2 separate regions of the Mus musculus genome follow, and region 2 is linked to region 1. A link is a contact called in public Micro-C data. All regions are on one chromosome and are shown on one strand. Each heading gives the region's core, a stretch centred on a gene start, on an enhancer-like site or on the middle of the called end of the contact. The rest is flanking DNA. Distances are from core to core; before and after follow the strand shown.

Evidence for each region. A called contact is a pair of places that touch in the nucleus more often than the background predicts.
Region 2: a contact with region 1 is called in a Micro-C map of the G1E-ER4 cell line. The contact joins two enhancer-like sites. A contact is called at or near these places in 8 of 484 Hi-C or Micro-C datasets (B cells, the Ba/F3 cell line, CD4 T cells and 5 more), 7 of 115 datasets of contacts at active chromatin or transcription factors (the SCID.adh cell line, bone marrow-derived macrophages, embryonic stem cells and 3 more) and 2 of 9 other capture datasets (adipose tissue and liver).

Annotation. Positions count from the first base shown.
Region 1 is chr16:17,872,033-17,876,210 of GRCm38.p6, reverse strand. Dgcr2 (DiGeorge syndrome critical region gene 2) reads left to right here. Exons shown (of 10, transcript NM_010048.3): 2 at 3,526-3,648. Among named protein-coding and RNA genes, the nearest start is that of Dgcr2, 18 kb to the left of the region's middle. Within about 2 kb of position 2,875, at least 12 of the 459 cell types and tissues checked have an H3K27ac peak or open chromatin away from gene starts, as enhancers often do. A contact at or near this core is called in the G1E-ER4 cell line, where this site is marked.
Region 2 is chr16:17,937,104-17,941,130 of GRCm38.p6, reverse strand. It overlaps Gm41427 (a long non-coding RNA gene), which reads right to left. Exons shown (of 4, transcript XR_875938.1): 1 at 3,936-4,027; 2 at 3,123-3,654. Among named protein-coding and RNA genes, the nearest start is that of Gm41427, 3.0 kb to the right of the region's middle. Within about 2 kb of position 2,085, at least 62 of the 459 cell types and tissues checked have an H3K27ac peak or open chromatin away from gene starts, as enhancers often do. A contact at or near this core is called in the G1E-ER4 cell line, where this site is marked.

The DNA.
Region 1 (4,178 bases), core at 1,626-4,125:
CAAAGATCCACCTACCTCTGCATCCCAAGTACTGGGATTAAAGGCAATTGTTTCTATTTCTTTGGAGAAATAGCTACATGATTTTTTTAGATTTGAGTTGGGCAGTTGAGTTTTTACATTGTTATAGGAATTCTTTATATATTCTGAATATTAGTGCCATATGTGATACTGAATTTAATATCCATTCAGTGGGTTATTTTTCTGGTCTTTAATCGTGTCCTGACCATAAAACTCTGTGAAGTCACCATTATCTGTTTATTCTTTTGCTGACTGTTGCTGTTGGTCTTATATCCAGGACCAGTCCCCTATTTTCTAGTTTTTTTTTTCTTTTGTTGTTTTTTGTTTTTTGAGACAGGGTTTCTCTATGTACATCTGGCTGACCTGGAACTCACTTTGTAGACCAGGCTGGCCTTGAACTCAGAAATCCGCCTGCCTCTGCCTCCCAAGTGCTGGGATTAAAGGCGTGCACCACCACCGCCCAGCTTTCTAGATATTTTATAGTTTTCGCACTTATGGTAGAAGTCTTTGATCCACTTTGCGGTAACTTTAATTTTTTTCAAAACCTATTTTTAATGATGGCTCTTATATACTCTAACTTTCCTTTTAGCCCACCACCTACCAGAGGTAGTGGGAAAGAATGGATAATGGGGACGTGGACCTGTTTAGAAAGGTTCTTTGGAGCAACTCCTGTCTGTGTTGTCTGGAAATCGTCAGTACAGTTCACAGGTTAGCAGGCAGTGGCAGCTTGATCTACTCACAAACACTTCACAGATACACCAGCAGTCCAGTTTGGTAGTATCAGGATACCAACAGTGGTGACGTGACCTAGCAGAGACAGCCAGGCCTTAGCACAAATCAGCAGGAAAGACCAGGAGGAGTGCCAGAAGTTGTGCCTCTCTTGGTGAAGCAAAGGTCAGTGAAGACAAGGGAGGCTCACAAGCGTTATATAGCTAGCTCTATAAGCAAGCCCAGCTCTGTCTCCATCACTGCTCCTCATGTTCTATTTATACCCTCCAAACATCATGTGCCCTACCTGCCTCCTTCATGATTGTAGATCAGTATGTAAACTGTCAGCTACTGCTCTTGTGCCGTGTCTGCTGCCATGTTCCCTCCCCACCATGGTGGTCATGAAACTGTAAGTCCCATCAGTGCTCTCCTATAGATATTGCCTTGGTCCAATGGAAAAATAGAATGGAAGAAAGGCTCAGGTTTTCCGAGGCTCCAGCCTGAGATCTAGTGACTCTGCCACTGTGGCTTAGAAGCAAGGACAGCAGAGACCTGTGGAGGCAGGTTGTCTCCTTCCCACTAAGCCATCTCGTTGGCTTCTTGCTCCCTTCTTGTGGTCTTTTTCTTTGTTTCTTGGTTCTAATGCTCTACAGGGACATCCCATCTCCACATCGTATTCTCTTCTCTTGTTAGTAGATTTGTTCTCTCCGTAGTTTCCACATCTCAACTTCTCGTGTTTAGTTTAAGCTTCTTGAGCACTTGCCAGGATATTAGTGTTTTGAAATGCCTATTTATTCTGTCATACATACCATGTCTATTTTATTTTATTTTATTTTATTTTTAAGATTTCTTTTATTTGAGGGCTGTAGAAGTGGCTCAGTGGTTTAGAGTGCTAACTGCTCTTTCAGCAGACCCTGTGTTTGCTTCCTAACACCAGCATGGCAACTGACAACAGTTTCAGGGACGCCAGCACCTCCTTCCAGCTTTCACAAGGCATGCAGGAATGTAGTATGCAGACGTATATGCAGCCAAAACACCTGTGTTTGTGAAGTAAAATAAAATTTAAATTTAAAAAAGCAAAGTCATGGGCTGAAGAGATGTTGGAGTGGTTAAGAGCACTTGTTATTCTTGCAGAGGACCAAAGTTCAATTTCCAGCATCCATACAGTGGCTCACAGCCATCCATAACTCGAGCTCCAGGGATCCAGTGACCTCTTCTGGCTTCCAGGGCACTGCATGCAAATGGTCCACAGCCATATACCACACACAAAATAAATATTAAAAAAAAAAAAAGGCAGAATTAAGAACGGTGGTGTAAGTTCTACACTCTAGCTGGGAGTGCATCCTCCTTTTGATCCATTCCCTAGACATGTGAGGGCATATGCGAGCCTTTATGAGGGAATCAGACCCAGGGCCTCCAGAACAGACAGTGCTCTTAACCAGTAAGTCATCTCTCCAGCAACCCCCACCTCCTTTTTTTTTAAAGGAAAACTTTATTACATTTAAACTTTTTGTATGTTGGGAGTGTATTATGTGTTTGGTGCATATGTGGGGGGTCAGGGAATGACTTGCAAGAGTCAATTCTCTCCTTTTGCTATGTGGGTTCCAGGGATCAAACTCAGTCATCAGACTTGCCAGCAGGCCACCTTACCCACCCAACCACCCCACTGCTCCTCATAGTCTTTGTCAAAAGATGAAACCTTAAGTCCAGTTCCTAATCTTGGATAAAATTCTCTATAAAATGTCATTGTGGCCTTAGGAGATATCTCAGTCAGTAAAGTGTTTTCTATGCAAGCATGAGGGCCTGGGTTCAATACCTAGCACCCATGGTACATATTTACTGTCTTGGGTGTTTGGGGAGGCAGAAACAGGCAGCCCTGGGGCTTGCTGGCTAACCTTACCCTAAACAGCCATCTCAGGTCAATGAGAAACCGTGTCTCCAAAAACAAAGTGGGCAGCGCCTGAGAAGAACCCAATAATCCAAACAACAGCAGCAGACAACCTGTATGGAAAGTGAGGCAGGCTAGGGCTTAAGCTCGGGAGGGTGCTTGCCCTCCGTGCACAAGGCCTGGGCCACCAGTGTGCTGCTGTGTGTCTGGGCCACATGGTGAGAGCCTGTCTCCAAAGGAAAGGGGCATGAGGGGAGAGTAAAGGAAAGTCAGCACAAGGGAGGAGTTGACACTGGGCGCTAGTGTCCTTGCTGCCTCCTCTTTTGAAGCCTGTGTTTTGCTGAGTTTGTTTAGCATTTTTATCAGTCAGAAGCCAGCTTTACCTTACTCTTCTCATGTTACTGCCTTAGTGACCTGCTGCCTGCAGCACGCTGATAGATAAAAGTGAGGAATCTCAGCCTGCAGCTTCTCTCAGCTGGGTTTCCAGGGTCTTGCGTGGCCTCATCTGTTCACACCTCACCTTGACGAGCCCTCTTGTAAGCTCTTATTTCCCTGCAGTGTTGTTGCTGTGACACCACACAGAACATGATGAAGTGTTGCCTTTCTAGGAAACCCTATTCAAGTTCCACCTTTTAAGAAAGGTGTCCGGAGTCCCTTGGCTAGAGATGGTTCTGCCCTTCACCCTATATTAGCACGCCACTTAAATGTTCTGTATATTCTGGTGCAAGCTTATAACCATTTTCCTCTATTTTGGGAGCATGCTCAGACCCTGCTGAGGAAGCAGTCTATGGGCAGCTCACTCAGCTCCTAGACTTCTTTCCCAGGGCTACGATGATGTGGGCAGAGCACCTCCCTTCTACGTTTCTGCTTCTATGCACTTCCTCAACAGCCTGTTACCCTTTGTTCTACAGAGCTTCGGTGCAACCCTGGGCAGTTTGCATGTCACGGTGGTACCATCCAGTGCATACCCCTCCCCTGGCAGTGTGATGGCTGGCCAACGTGTGAGGATAAGAGTGATGAAGCCGACTGTCCAGGTGAGTGAGTGGGTCCACCTGTCTCTTTGCCATGGTCTCCCACGAGGAAGGAGTGTGATCAGGCAATCCATGTGGTCTGTACACATTGGAAGGGTAGTGTGAGTTGACCCACTCTTAGCTTTTAAAAAGTGTTGACCATGGAATGATCTAGAACTCATGAGTTAACAGCACTGGGGATTTGAGGTACTATTAACCCTGGACTCTCAGAACCTTGAGAAGGGTATGTGTGTGTGCTCACTGGCTCTGGGTATCAGTACCCACTGAGGCTTGACAAGTGTAAACTGTAAACTAGCACTGTGCTTATTTCCCTTGCCCAAGCGTTCTCTGGTAACGTGGCACTTGGGGATTTTCTCATGGCCAGTTATAAAATCCTAAAGACACAGACTGGTTTCTACCTCAGCACCCTGATGAATTTAAAGCACCATGAGTAATAGCATTCATTCCATCCATAGGTCGCGTCGTCTTGTGATAGGTGGGAGGGGCAGCATCCCATGCACGTGTGTTCATGTCTGTGTGGCGTTGTTGACACT
Region 2 (4,027 bases), core at 836-3,335, 66 kb before region 1:
TCACCTCAGCCTCACCTCAGCCTCACCTCAGCCTCACCTCAGCCTCACCTCAGCCTCAGCCTCACCTCAGCACCAGCCTCAGCCTCACCTCAGCCTCACCTCAGCCTCACCTCAGCCTCACCTCAGCCTCACCTCAGCCTCACCTCAGCCTCAGCCTCACCTCAGCCTCACCTCAGCCTCAGCCTCAGCCTCACCTCAGCCTCAGCCTCACCTCAGCCTCAGCCTCACCTCAGCCTCACCTCAGCCTCACCTCAGCCTCACCTCAGCCTCACCTCAGCCTCAGCCTCACCTCAGCCTCACCTCAGCCTCAGCCTCACCTCAGCCTCACCTCAGCCTCAGCCTCACCTCAGCCTCAGCCTCAGCCTCAGCCTCACCTCAGCCTCACCTCAGCCTCAGCCTCACCTCAGCCTCAGCCTCAGCCTCAGCCTCAGCCTCACCTCAGCCTCACCTCAGCCTCACCTCAGCCTCAGCCTCAGCCTCAGCCTCAGCCTCACCTCAGCCTCACCTCAGCCTCAGCCTCAGCCTCAGCCTCAGCCTCACCTCAGCCTCAGCCTCACTTCAGCCTCAGCCTCAGCCTCACCTCAGCACCAGATTAGGACAGCCTCGTTCACTAAGAAGCTACTGGTTTGTTTCTCATTTAGGCTTTATCCCTACCTGGCCTGGGATTTGCTATGTACACCAGGCTGGCTTCAGATTCAGAGATTTCTGCCTCCTTTGTATTGGACTTACTGGTGTGACACCATGCTCGGTAAAATGCAAGATAATATATCTTAAAATTCAGTGGAAGCTCAAACAGCAATCATGAGGGGGAAAAATAATGCTGGAGGTAACACCACACTGATTTCCAGTTATATTACAGAGATATGGTAACAAAGTCAGCATGGTACTGACACAAACACACATGTTGATTGGTGAAACCAAATAGAAGATCAATATATGAACCCATGAAGCTTCAGCCACCTGAGTTTTGAAAAAAAAAAACAAAATAAAACAAACAAACAAACAGGAGAGATGGCTCAGCAGTCCTGATGAGATGCTCTTCCAAGGTCCTGAGTTCAAATCCCAGCAATCACATGGGATCTGACGCCCTCTTCTGGCGTGTCTGAAGACAGCTACAGTGTACTTAAATAATAAATAATAAATCTTTAAAACAAAAAAAAAATAAACATTCCAAAAAGTAGATGTTGTAGGAAAGCTGGCTTCTTTAACAATGGTGCCAGAAAAACTGGATATTTACATGTTGAAGAAAGAATGAATCTAGATTATCTTTTGCCCTTGGTAAAAATAACTTTGGATGGATGAAGGACTTTGAGACTAAAAGACTGAAACTATAGTTTCCAGAAACAAACTATATTGAGATTCAGGCACAGCACGGGCAAGGGCTTTCTAAACAGAACACTAGGTCCTCCAAAAATACAGCCAATGATGGACAGATGAGGCCCCATAGATTTTACACTCCACAGGAAACATTACTGCATGGGGGCAGCGTGTGGAGCGAGAGGAAGTGTTTGCCAGGTTTGTGTCTCAGAGAAGACCGATATCTATACAGACAACACAGTGGGCGGGGCTCAGTCGAAAAGTAGATTAAGGGGAGCCAGGGAGGTGGCTCAGTGGGTAAGAGTACACGGCTACACAAGCATGAAGCCCTGGGTTCAAAGTCCCCAGAAGGAAATAGAACCTGGCTGTCAGCAAATGATGAATACTTATGTATATCCCTAGCCTGCTGTTTCACCTAACCCTCCCGTCTGTGCTGTAGCTGGCTCCACTCCCAGCCTGGCCACATGAACAAAAAAAATCTCCTTTCTCTGCTCTCACTATTTGTCTTCTCACTAAGTGGCGCCTAAGTTCAAGCGGCAGAGCCAAGCTTGTTAGCACTGCCAACACCCCGCCTCTCACCTGAACAACTGGAAACAAATACTCTTTATTCTCCTGTCATTTCCCTTCCCATCTTCCTATACCCTCACCCGCAAATGAAACTTCCAAGAAACCTTTCTTTTGTGCCTACACACAAGCTATGGCCTCCCTCTGAGACAGCACAGACTGGAGGCCACAGCAACTGCCAAAACCGGTACTACCACCTGGGGGCAGCCTTGCCAGCTGCCCAGCCCTGCTTCTGGCCACCGAGCTAAAGCTAGCCTGTTCACACACATCGCCTATAGGGCTCTGCGGTACTGTCTCTCCTCTGTGACCAGAAGGCACCTTCGGTGTTGTACCCCTAGTCAGGAAAACTCTGTGAAGGAGATTGTCTCCACGCATTTCCTTTCTGTTAGAGCCTCCTCTGTGTTGGTGAAACCCCTGCCCATACAGTGGCTCCTGTCTCCATCAATACTTTCATTTAAGAAACACTTGGAGAGGCAGGGGGATCTCTGTGAGATCAAGATCATCCTGGTCTACAGAGCGAGTTCCAGGATAACACCCAGGGCTGCACAGAGAAACCCTGTCTCAAAATGGAAACAGGAAAACAAAGGAAAACAAAACAAACAAACAAACAAACCCAGGTGGCCCAAGGAATACTTGGTGTCCACCTGCTTTGCACTGAATTAAAATGTTCAGGTGACTTTAGCGGATTAGGTAATGAAACAAGTATGTCTGCTCCTAGGAGTGGCCAGTAGCTACAACGCAGCCCTACTATAAACCCTGGGTCCTGTGAGACACAGTAGAACCCAAGATTGGACATGTGTGTTTGCAGCGATCATGGTGAGTCAGCCACGTGGAGTCAGCTGCCAGACTGACTGTGGGCACACCTTACTACAGGAACCACAAAGTTCATCAGGGACCCGGCATGCTGTTAGTATAAGGGGGGGCAGGAAGCTGACCAAGACTCTAATGCCTTTCTTCTCTTGTGCTTCCTCTAGTGAGAATCCTGGTCAAGATAAGAAGAGTGCCCAGGGACCTGAGTGCAGGGGGACGTCAGAGTCGCAAGGCTGCACTTGACTGTGGTCTTCAGCTGACTAGATAAGGTGGTTTAACTGCCACAATCACCACTGTGGCTATTATAAGGCCACTGACTTACTCTGTTCCCTGGACATCTCTGCTGTCACTAGTTGATTTTGGTACCAGCTCTTTGGTGGCTCTATGGGGAAGGAGGGATGGGAAGAGGCGGGTGTGAAGTAGTTACTGACCTGCAGGACTCGGGCCCCTGCAGTGGGATGCACTTTCTTCTGCACTGGGGTGGGGTTTCCAGAAGAGTCCCGTGCTGCGCTCCAGATGAGGGCCACAGTGACAAGCACAGCTCCTAGACTGTGGCTGGGGAGAGAAGCAGGGTGCTGCCCACCTTAGGACGCATCCTGGTGGAAGAGCTAACAGAGCCGGCTGAGCCCCTTGGTGTGACAGCTGATGTGGGAACGGCGGGAAGACAGCCTCAGGGGAAGCCAGGTGTACACGCCTGCCTTCTGCTAGGTGCCACACAGCTCTGCATGGAAGGCTGGGGAATCAGACTTCAGAGAGATAAATACAGGGCAGCACATGTTGCACAGACCAGTGCTCTCCGCCATTGCCCAAAGAGGGTCACCTCAATGTCCTAGAGCAGGGAGAAATGGAATTGCAAAATGGCCAGAGAAGCTTGCAGTCCATAGTGTCCTGAATACCATCTTATCTTCTGGAAGTAGCGTCTGGTTGGAGTGGCCACATGGACATGTCTCCTGAAGAAGGGCCCTGGAAAGAGAGTTGGAGCAGTGGCAGCCTCTGGGTGACATGAGGCTACAGCAAGTAAGATCCACGAAACAAGTTGTGCTTGTTTCTCAGGAAAGAACAGCATTTCCCTAAGCCTATTGTACTGGAGGGTTGATATGAGCTTGCTGGGAACCTATAATGGAGCAAGACCAGAAATTAGTGTTCTACAGTGCCAGTGAGGGAGACGCCCAGAGGTCCAGAATGGTGGAAGGGCTCTTCTGTGGGTTCTCACTTCCTTGGGAAACAGCAAGCTGTATGCTCACCATGTGGAGTTAGAGGCCTGAGGAGAGATGATAGGAAGGAGTCACCAGGAAGGAGGACTTGTGGCTCACCCAGGTTCATGCTCACGCTTCTC